2 separate regions of the Gossypium arboreum genome follow, and region 1 is linked to region 2. A link is a contact called in public Hi-C data. All regions are on one chromosome and are shown on one strand. Each heading gives the region's core, a stretch centred on a gene start, on an enhancer-like site or on the middle of the called end of the contact. The rest is flanking DNA. Distances are from core to core; before and after follow the strand shown. Region 1 holds the start of LOC108450481 (ARM REPEAT PROTEIN INTERACTING WITH ABF2). Region 2 holds the start of LOC108466458 (F-box protein At1g70590-like).

Region 1 (5,596 bases), core at 638-3,137, 470 kb before region 2:
CCAGTCATGCCCGTTGATCGCATTGGCTTTATGCTTATGGTATACACTCATCCTAATAACATTCACTCTTTGCATCACTTGATTGCTTCATCATAATAGAATATATTAACATTCTTTTTCCTTTTCTGTTAATTCATCATTTTCATAACGATATCAAAGTTAAGGGTTACTCCATCTCATGCAAGTTTATTGCATAGGATCTTATTTTGGACTCGAAAAGTTGTCCATCGTCTTATGTAGTTTGAAGATGTTGTCTACACATTGTCCCTTTTAGACACAAATCGCTATCGTGGTAGGCTTGCATGTTAAACAAAATGCTTGACGTAGACAGCCTGCTCAAAATTCTAGTATTTGTGCTTTCGTATGCATCCCAACTCTTAGAAGAGGAGCGCAAGTCCGGATCATGCATTTCAAGCCTGTTCAGTTCACTTTTCTCTTTAGCAGCGTTAGTAAGTAGGAAGGGAATGACTCACCTCGTCAAGGAGACAACGTGTGAGTCATTAGGGTCCCGCTCTTGCGCTGCATTGTCAGAATGCTTATGGTGTGGATTTGCGCTTGCAATTGAAAATGCTATGCGGAAATTCTTCTTTTAAGTTGGACACAATATAGTAAGTTTACAGCTTGGTTGACAGAAGCATGATGTTAGAAGTTAACCATTGGTATCTGCAATGCAGCCACATGGTTTCTTTAACTGCTCCCCTGCGGTCGATGTTCCTCCTAGCACGACCGATCTGGAGCTCAAGGACAACGACATTGCAACAAAGCCTATCCAAAATGTGATAATTGCGAAGCTTTGATTTCATATCTGCAGTCTGCAAAATGTTTAGCAAACTACAAACAATTGAGCCATTGATTGGCCTCACGTTATTAGATAAGTATGAACATCTGGATTTGTTTGTCCTCATTTTTTAACCGCCCTTGAACATTTGTGATATAATTAACTCGGGTTGAATCCTAATGTAATATTTCACTCTGAATAATTGGTTCGATTGTAGTTAATTAACATTTAAAGTGTGTTAAAAAAAATAACTTCAATACAAAATATATATATATATATATATATATATATATATATATATATTGGTGCTATGGTATACCCGTTGTGCGGGTGAAAGAAATAAAATAACAAAGCAATTCATTTTCATTTTTTAGTCAAGTTGTTTTTAGTAACTAAATTTGGTCTTTTTTGCCACATTTTTATATTCATATTTTTTTCATGAATTTTCATCTCTATATCAATTTTTATTTTCATAAAATTTTTCCATTTAACTCATTTTTCAAATTTCTTAGAAATTTCACTAAACAATGTTAGATGTCTTATAAAAAATTTTTTGGGCTGTTAAAATGTCAATTAGCAAACCTACTCTTGTTCTGTGAAATTCTCACAAGTTAATAGCTTAATTAAAGGTAAAAGTTACAAGGAAATCATTGTAATGTAAGTAGATTGTAAATTTGTCAATTTATTAAAATGGTTAAATTAATCCCTTATGTTAGATTAAATATTAAATTGATCATTCTGTAAAAATTTTGTAAAATTCTATTGTTAAAAAGTGATCTTTATATATTAGAATAATGTATACGTGACATAATTATATGTAATCGTTATCCTTTACTCAAAAAATAAAAATTAGTCTTTATATGTTAGATTAAAGAGCAATGATCATTTTTTTAAAGTTTCATCTATTTTATTGTTAAAATTACCCCTATATGTTAAAATTAGTTATATAAATTTTAATAGTAGATAATTATAAAACTTTTAACAGAAAAAATAAAAAATAAAAAATAAACAAAATACAATCTAACTCTTACTATATTTTTAAAATTTTAACATTTTTGTAACATTACCTTATTTTTCTTATTTCAATTTTCCTATTTAAATTGCTAACAGTCTTAGGAAAAAAATCAAGGCATTGGAAGATGAAGCTCTTACAAAAATATGTGAGACTTGAGAAAATAACGTAGTGCCAACATCATCAACCTAGAAACGAATCAGAGGCGCTGTCGCGAAGCTAAAACAACCGTCCTACGACATCCCAAAATCGTGGATTTGACCACTCTAGCACCTCCTAAGAACCTCTCCAAACCACGAGCACTGAAATGATCAAAAGGACTCGAGCAACAAGATAGAAGCTTCCCTCATTCAAGAAAGAGTCGAACCACTTTCCAAGTCCAACCACGCCCTTAACTCCCCTGAAACAGACAATCAAAAGGTGTAAACCAAAGATCCCCCAAAAATAGGAAACAATTAAAAAATACTGTAAGAAGATTAAGCTAGATATGGGGAGAAAAAACCCTAGTTTAATCAGACAAGAGGCCAAACATTGCCCATGCAAAGAGCCAAAACAGCTTGGGAAACCCTAGAGTCGGCAAGTGTCGAGAGAGGGAGAATTTTTTTTTATGCTTAGGATGTTAAGATACTGTATAGGTACAGATTATATTCCGCATCCTTATAATGAAAAGTAAATCAAACCTCTTCATTAAACATAGATGCCAAATATGTTTTTCTAAAGAAGAAGAACCTTAATTGCCATTTTTGCCAGTTTCTTTTTTTTTTTCACATCAGAAAAAATAAAAAAAGGATCATTTTCCTATAATTTTGTACTCCATATGACATGAAAACATAAATCATTTTTCAAATAAAAAATAGCCAATTAATTCATCTCCTCTCTTAAAAAATTATAATGAAAATAAATTATTAAAAGAAGCCTGAGCTCAGCTCTGCTGCTGACTACACAAAACAAACATGCGAAGAATGAATGAGCAAACAGAACAGTAGACTAGATTGAGATTCTCAAAATCTGACTCTTCACTTCACTCATCCCCGAAAAAGGCACGAATTTTTATAGTAAAAGAGGCAACGTGTTGATGGGTTCGGTGGGGGAAAAGAGAATCGAGGACGACCTTTCCTATCCGATATTGCTTGCAGAACGAGTTCGCTCCGCCGCCGACGAGGCCGAGTCCTTTAAAGCCGACTGCTGGGAGGTTGGGAAGCAAGTGGATCGGCTTTCCCAAATGCTTCGAACCCTTGTCCGCTTCACCACCTCGGTTCAATCCCTCTATGAACGCCCGATTCGCCGGGTAATCGCCGAGGTTTCCAAAAACCTAGAGCGGGCCCTCACTTTAGTCCGGAAGTGTAAGCGCCATAGCATCTTGAGCCTTGTGGTGAGAATCACCAGCGCCGCTGATTTCCGCAAAGTGCTGAACCTTCTGGACGCTTCCGTCGGCGACATGAAGTGGCTCATGGGAGTCCTTGACGCCGAAAACAACGGCTCTGCTAGCGGAACCTTCCTTTCCCTCCCTCCAATCGCTAGCAACGACCCCATTATCTCCTGGGTTTGGTCTTGCATCGCAACCGTCCAAATGGGCCAATTAACCGACCGAATCGAAGCCGCCAACAACCTCGCTTCCCTCGCTCAAGACAACGACCGAAACAAAAAGATAGCCGTTGAAGAAGGCGGCGTCCCTCCTTTGCTGAAACTTCTTAAAGAAAGCTCCTCAATGGAAGCGCAAATCGCCGCGGCTAATGCCCTTCTTGTTTTGGCAAACGAACCGGAAAGAGTTCGCAGTATTGTTGAAGAAATGGGGGTCCCAATTGTGGTTCAAGTGTTGCGAGATTCTCCGATGAAGGTTCAAATCCCCGTAGCGAAATTGATAGCGAGAATGGCGGAGTATGATCCGGTGGCTCAAGAGGATTTCGCCAGAGAGAATGTGATTAGGCCGTTGGTCACTTTGTTGTCGTTTGAGACATTCGTGGACGATTCTGGTACTCGTTTGGGTAAGCAAAGCATCCATTCCATAGTTCAAATTAATAAAGAAATGGAGAAAAATTCTTGGACTTCATCGAATTCAAGGAATTATAGTTATGGACCCTATGCTAATTCATACTCAAATTTACACGTGGATGGTAGTACTAGGGGAGGAAACTATAGGAAAGAAAGGGAAAATGAGAACCCTGAAGTGAAAATTCAGTTGAAAATCAACTGTGCTGAAGCTTTATGGATGCTGGCTAAAGGGAGTGCTTCAAATAGTAGGAGGATAACAGAGACAAAAGGATTACTTTGCTTGGCTAAGTTGGTGGAGAAAGAACAAGGTGAGCTACAGTATAATTCTTTGATGACAATAATGGAGATTACAGCGGCTGCTGAATGGCATTCTGATCTTAGACGCGCGGCTTTCAAGATGAATTCATCTGCTGCTAAGGCTGTTATTGATCAGCTTTTGAGGGTGATCAAGGAACTGGATAGCCCTACATTGCAAATTCCGGCAATCAGATCAATTGGTTCTCTGGCGAGAACTTTTCCAGCTCGGGAGACTCGAGTGATTTGTCCTTTGGTGACACAGCTTGGTAACAACAATCAAGAAGTGGCAATGGAAGCTGCCATTGCATTGGGAAAATTTGCTTCTCCAGACAATTTTCTCAGTATGGACCATTGCAAGTCGATAATCGAGTTTAATGGTGTTCCACCTTTGATGAGATTGCTTACATGTGGCGAGAAGACACAACTGCATGCTGTGGTACTGCTTTGCTACCTTGCCATTCATGCCGGTGATCATAAAGCTTTGGAACAAGCTAGGGTCTTGACTGCCATTGAAGGGGCAGATCGAACAATGTTTGCACAACATCCTGATTTGAAAGACTTGGTGTCCAGGGCCATTTATCAACTCAACCTTTACCATACCCATACCGGAGTCCATCCTCAGAGGCAATTATATGCGCCTTAAATTATGCACCCAATATTTCCGTTTATGGTTATTTGTTTTGCTTTTCAGGTAAACCCTAAATTGGAAGGCAAAGCTAACAGGGCATACGCATAATAGATTTGGTAAGTTGGATGAAAAAAGTATAGGTTCAGCAATAGACAGGTTTCTGTTTAAGAACTATACGTTGTTCAAAATACCTTAGATGCTTTTATATGCCCTTTGATGGTTCAATTGTCTGAATATTTTCTTTCATGTTTATATGAGCAAATTGATTCCTTCAAACCTTTTCTAGTATTTTTATCTTCCTTGAACTTGTTACATTATTCCCTCATAGTTCTTTCTTACATTATTTTGTACGCTATGAATTTCCATGGACAAATTTTGAGGATAGGTCCCTAGTTGAGGTCGCCATCTGTTCCCCAGACCAAAAGTCTAGACAGCTCAACAACTTTAAATGCTTCCCCCAAAGACCATGGGCTGAGCTGATGTATGAATATAGGAAGGACCAAGGGAAAGCAAAGCAATCATCAAATTGATTCTTACCCATTGTTGCTAATAAATGTAAAAAGCCAATAGAAACAATATATCCTGTGTAGCCATCTCAAACATAAATGTTTTACCATCAATGGTGATTGATCAATTTGTCACAGTAATAACCATCGGTGCAATTGTCAATCCTAGTGTGAGAACCGTTCTACAACTATTTTTATAGGAAAAAAAGAAAAAAGAAAAAGAAAAAAGAGGGAGTTAAAACTTAAAACATGTTTTCTGGCTGTGCCACTCATACTAAAATATACCAACACTGATGGTTAACGAGCAAACAAGAAAATAAATGCCAATTGTTTCTAGTTTTCAACCCGAGCTTTATACGGGTTATTTTATTAAGAACAACTGA
Region 2 (5,496 bases), core at 344-2,843:
AAATTTTAAAAAGATTTTTTGTTGTAATTATTTTTTTAACTTTTAAAGAGTAAATATCAAATTGACACAAAATTATAAATAATGATAATTAAAAGAGTTATTCTACTCTTCTTTTTTTTAACAATTATCCTAATAGTAAAACTCATAAAGGGATCAAGATTTTCAAATAAAAAAGGCTTAAGGATGTAAAAAGCTGTCAAACTTTTTTTAAAAAGTAATTGAGCTCTTTTTTTTTTTTGCACTCAATTGAGTATTTAAACTTTCAAAATACATAAAAAATACCCTAAAACTTTTTCAAAAAATTAATCAAGCCATTGTTCTTTTTTAGTACTCAATTGAGTACTTGAGTTGTCAAAATGCATCAAAAAGGCCATCAAAATTTTTCAAAAAAAGCAATTAAGTATATATTTTTTTTATACTCAATTGTCAAAATACATAAAAATACCTTTTGACCGTAAACTTTATTAGTCAATTGTTAAAGTTAACGCCTTTAATGTTTTTAAGTTAGAACCACCCAGTGTCATAATCACTATGTCATATGTGACAAAAAATTATAAAAATAAAAATCAATAAATGTTATAAAATTAAACTTTAATAAAAATATAAAAATATTTAAAATTTACTAAAAATAAATAAGTAAACATCGTAAAAAATTATAAAATTTTATAAAAATCATAAAAATGCATAAAAATGTTCTTTAACCATTAACTTTGACTATTGACCGTTAAAGTTAACGATCCTTTTTTTTTTCTAGTTAAAGCCATCGCATGTCGCAACACAATGGACATGTGTCAAAAATGATAAAATAAAAATCAATAAAAGTTATAAAAAATTACAAAATGCTTCTTTTGGTATGATGATTTTTATAATTCTTTTATGAATTTTATATTTTTTACATTTTTATCATTTTCTTGATTTTATAAAATTTCTATATATTTTTTCTATATTTCTATATAATTTATAATATTTTTCCTAATTTTAATAAAAATTAAATATTTCTTATATTTTTATTAAAATTTAATATATTTTATAATTTTTATTTTTTATCATTTTTTGCCACATGCATGCTATGGCTGTGATATGTGGTGATTTTAATTAAAAAAAATAAGGACAGTTAGCTTTAACGATCAAATAGTCTTTTGGATGCATTTTGGCAATTGAGTGAAAAAAAAGTAGGGACTTAATTGCTTTTTTAAAAATGTTTGAGTGCCTTTTTAATATATTTTGACAGTTCAAATACCAAATTGAGTAAAAAAAATAAAGGCTTAATTACTTTTTTTTTTAAAGTATTAGAGTCTTTTTGATGTATTTTAAAAATTCAAGTATCTAATTGAGTGAAAAAAGGATTTAATTACTTTTTTTGAAAAAAAATGTGAGCTTTTTACACTATTGAGCTTAAACAAAAGCATAGAGATTTAATGTCTCAAAATTAAAGTAAGGACTTAAATTTTAAATTCTAGAATTCAGGGTCCTTTCACATATTTAAACCCTTCAAATATATTTTCCGGTCATGTGAACTATAATTAAAGTACCACGTGTCGAGTAACTGTGTTCCAAATTAAATATAGAGGTCACGTCATTCTACAAGCACTTGCTCCCATAGTTCTTTCTTAAAGAATAAATAAATAAATGCTTCCCCTGACGCTTTCTCCATGCGAACTTAGGAAAGTAAAGCAGCAACATGAACCAAAAAACATTGCTAGACCGATCGGACGCCTCCTGGTTCATTGCGTTTCCGTTTTCCAAACCCGACGGTAGAGATGCAAAGCCCAAATCTTCATGCTGGTCCAAGGTCAGTTCAGAATCGTCATCATCTCCGACCAACTATCCCGATTTTTCAGCTCTCCCTTTCGACATATTAACGAAAATCGCGGCGCCGTTTAATTTCCCGAATCTTCTAGCGGCGTCTCTGGTGTGTAGGTCGTGGGGCGACGCGCTTCGGGCTTTGAGGGAAGCCATGGTACTACTGCGTCAGGGGAAGCAGTTCAAGCACGGTCGAGGCGGTGTTGGGCGCAATTTGGAGAAAGCTCTCGTCTCTTTTCTGAAAGGCTCTGCGCGTGGCTCCACGCTTGCCATGGTCGATGCGGGGCTTGTTTACTGGGAAAGGGGTCAGAAGGAAGAGGCGATTGCTCTTTATCAAAAAGCTGCTGCCCTTGGTGACGCTGCTGGCCAGTGCAATCTCGGAATTTCATACTTGCACGGTATTTTCTCTTTTTTTTTCTTAATCGAATTTCATCAACTTTTTCTCAAATCCTAGCTTATAATTTAATGCCATACAGTTTGAATTCTTTTTAACGATATCCAGCACAACCTCAAAATCATAAGGAAGCTGTAAAATGGTTGCATCAAGCATCAATTGGGGGCCATGTTCGAGCTCAATACCAGCTGGCCCTTTGCCTACATCAAGGTCTTGGGGTGGAACAAAATCTTCAGGAAGCAGTAGGGGGTTCTTTGCTTACCGGTTTTAATTATATTCATAAATCGAGCGTGTTGTATTTGAGAAAACTTGGATGATAGGATTTATTTTGTTGGTTACTGTTGTTTATCAGGCTAGATGGTATCTAAAGGCTGCTGAAGGTGGATACGTGCGTGCAATGTATAATGCTTCCCTTTGTTATACATTTGGGGAAGGTTTATCACATAGTCGTAGACAAGCGAGGAAGTGGATGAAGAGAGCAGCTGATCGTGGCCATGGCAAAGCTCAATTTGAACATGGACTTGCTCTATTTTCCGTATGTCACTTTCTTTTTTCTTTGTTTAAAAATATAGAGAATAATAGAAACGTGTGTGAGATACTGAGTGTCTTTTAATAGCAAAAAGTAGTTCTCTTTGATATTTGATGAAAGGAATGTGATTTTCTGCTTATGTCACGTTGAAGTAGAATGGGGAAATATGATTGAGGGGGGAAAACAGAACCCTTCTTTTTCTTCCCTTTTTTGCTCGTATGCAGACTTGCTTCTGGTTCAAGTTTTTCATTTTTTGTTGGTGTGATTCTGATTATTTCTACCTTCTCAATGGCAAAATTGTGTGCCTATACCACTATTATATTTATAAGCTGATATGGCTGTGATGATAATATTTGGGCAGGAAGGGGAATTGCTGAAAGCTATTGTGTATCTTGAACTTGCTACACGTTCTGGTGAAACTGCTGCAACTCATGTCAAAAATGCAGTTCTTCAGCAACTCTCGGCAACTTCTCGTGACCGTGCCCTGCTTCTTACTGATAATTGGCGTGCTTTGCCTTCCTCCCGATGAGTATACCTACACTGTTTATTGAACTTTCTCATCTAATCCTGTAATTGCCTGTTACTTTCGGTTCTCTTGTTAAATGCTTGACGAGTGACAAGAAAATTATTAATATATTATGGTGTTGTCTCCTTTTTGTTTTCTGGTTCTAGTGTCATTGATCTTTTAGTAAACATTCAAATTGGGTTTTTGTTATTTTTGCCTTGACCAACGAAAAGGATGATGATAACCAAAGATTTCATCTTTGAATGTTTCAATACTTATATTGGAGGAAACGAATTTGCACTCTTGACCTAAATTTTATATGAAGGTGGGGCTTCCTTAGGCAACCATGAGGTTAAATAATAACATTATTATTGTATTCTACTTTGTAAAAAACCGTTAATGTTTTTTCTTATTAAATATGAGAAATAATATAAATAATATTTAAAACCGTACATATATAGATGTCTATTGTACCTACACTGCCCACCCCAACACGTCTTTCAGCGGAGCTGATCTCTTAGTGAGGCATGTGCACTTAGTGGGCTTGACTAAACTAGTGTACCTTCTACTCTTTTACCATAGGCGAACTTGAATCTGGTGAACTTCACAAAGTAACGCCTTTGTTGAACATTGTTGAACATATATGACAAATGGGAAGCTAAGAATCAGATTACAAGTTATCCTAAGATGTCATATTCTAAGATTCTTGCTGGAAGTATCCTTGATCCTAATCCTTGATCCTGTTGATAGTGAGTAGGATCAAATAATTAGATGGGGTAGTTGCTAAACCGTACCACATAGTTTGGGTAACAACAAAAGCTGTAACAAAGATTTAGTAACAACAAAACCTGCAACAAAAATAGCAGCTATACTACTGGAAAGGGCGATTTCAATTTTTCCCATATGTAATCTTTTATATAAATGTTTGGGCGAGCGGATACTAAGATGGGATAACCTTGCTAATATGCTCAATGTTCCTATTGCAATATGATGAGCCTTCTCCTAGAACAAAAGGAACAAAACCTTTCATGTACTACGCTGGATTTATAGCGTGGACCTTGTTAGTTAGTCCATAAAAGTTTGACACTCATGTTCTAGAACCATACAATCCTGTTACATGAAATGTGTCAAAGTTAAAGCAAGTTACTCTTGAGAGAAATAAATGAATTCCAAAACTCTTGAGAAAATCCGAAGAAGGTTTTCGTGTGCATTTATCATAAAATCTCTAGATCCCAATTTTAGATAGCTGCCAATAAGCAGAAGCTAGAACGCACAATATGTGTTCTGGCCACATTTTGTAACTTCAGTACTCAGAATTGTTATAGTCTCCCTTATAATATTCCAACCACCCCATAAATTGGTTATTCGTAAACTTGTTAGGAAGGGTATAATGAACATACATTGTCTGTACATTGGATCAACAACGGGACTCGAGGGATAAAAATGGCTAATTCAAATAGAGCCATTTAACTAGCCCAACCAGCAACTAGAGTCGTATGCATTATATGAATATAGAGTTAGTGGCTTGGATCATTCAATATACCAGTATGAACAGATACCAAGGTGAACTCATGGAAATACTCCTTTTATCAATGAAAAATACACTATGTAACTTTATTGCATTGGGATACTCTCTTTTTCGATGGATTCTATCAGAGAAAGGATTCATATTTGTTCAAGTACATTAGTAATTAAGGGAGAATTTGGCTCAAAAGAAACAAAAAAGAAGCAGATCTATTTTATACCCAAAAGTATCAATATGCAATGGGGTTTGATCCTATTTTTTATGAATGCGTCCTTATTTGTTAATTATTCAAAGGAACTGTTGAAAAAAAATCCGTTAAAAAAAACGATTTTCTTGTATAAAAAAAAATTAAAATTTGAAAATTGAGTCGATATGTGATTTTTATAGCAATAAAATTTTTCTCAAAATCGCACCTTTGTTTCAATTAGATGTCATTTACAGCTTTTAATCGAACTACCTTCTCTGATATAATCATATCACAATTTGCTTTAAATGTGGGTTCGAATGAATTCGAATGAAACATAAAATAAAAAATAAAAAGAAATTTATTTACTTTACTTTGAGTAAGAAAACAAATTTCTCTTCTATAGAAACTGGTAGAATTTTTATTTCAAAAAATAGAATTTATACTTAAAAAATACTCACTATTTTCGAGCAAAATAGCAACATCTTAAAGTTTTGGATTTGTCGTCCCATGTATTAATATGAGGGACTTTTGGGTCTCTTCTATTTCGGGTTCG

Evidence for each region. Hi-C and Micro-C count contacts between places; a contact is called where the count stands out from the background.
Region 1: a Hi-C map of leaf shows a contact between it and region 2, with 4 times the contacts expected there. The contact joins the promoter of LOC108450481 here to the promoter of LOC108466458 in region 2. A contact is called at or near these places in 2 of 5 Hi-C or Micro-C datasets (both in leaf).

Annotation. Positions count from the first base shown.
Region 1 is chr2:95,823,867-95,829,462 of ASM2569848v2, reverse strand. LOC108450481 (ARM REPEAT PROTEIN INTERACTING WITH ABF2) reads left to right here and starts at 1,887. Exons shown (of 1, transcript XM_017748129.2): 1 at 1,887-4,983. The coding sequence starts at 2,866. The coding sequence ends at 4,722. LOC108449979 (amine oxidase [copper-containing] zeta, peroxisomal-like) reads left to right here. Exons shown (of 13, transcript XM_017747383.2): 12 at 1-39; 13 at 675-1,029. The coding sequence ends at 797.
Region 2 is chr2:95,354,710-95,360,205 of ASM2569848v2, reverse strand. It overlaps LOC108466458 (F-box protein At1g70590-like), which reads left to right and starts at 1,593. Exons shown (of 4, transcript XM_017766818.2): 1 at 1,593-2,201; 2 at 2,306-2,439; 3 at 2,550-2,732; 4 at 3,088-3,419. The coding sequence starts at 1,682. The coding sequence ends at 3,255.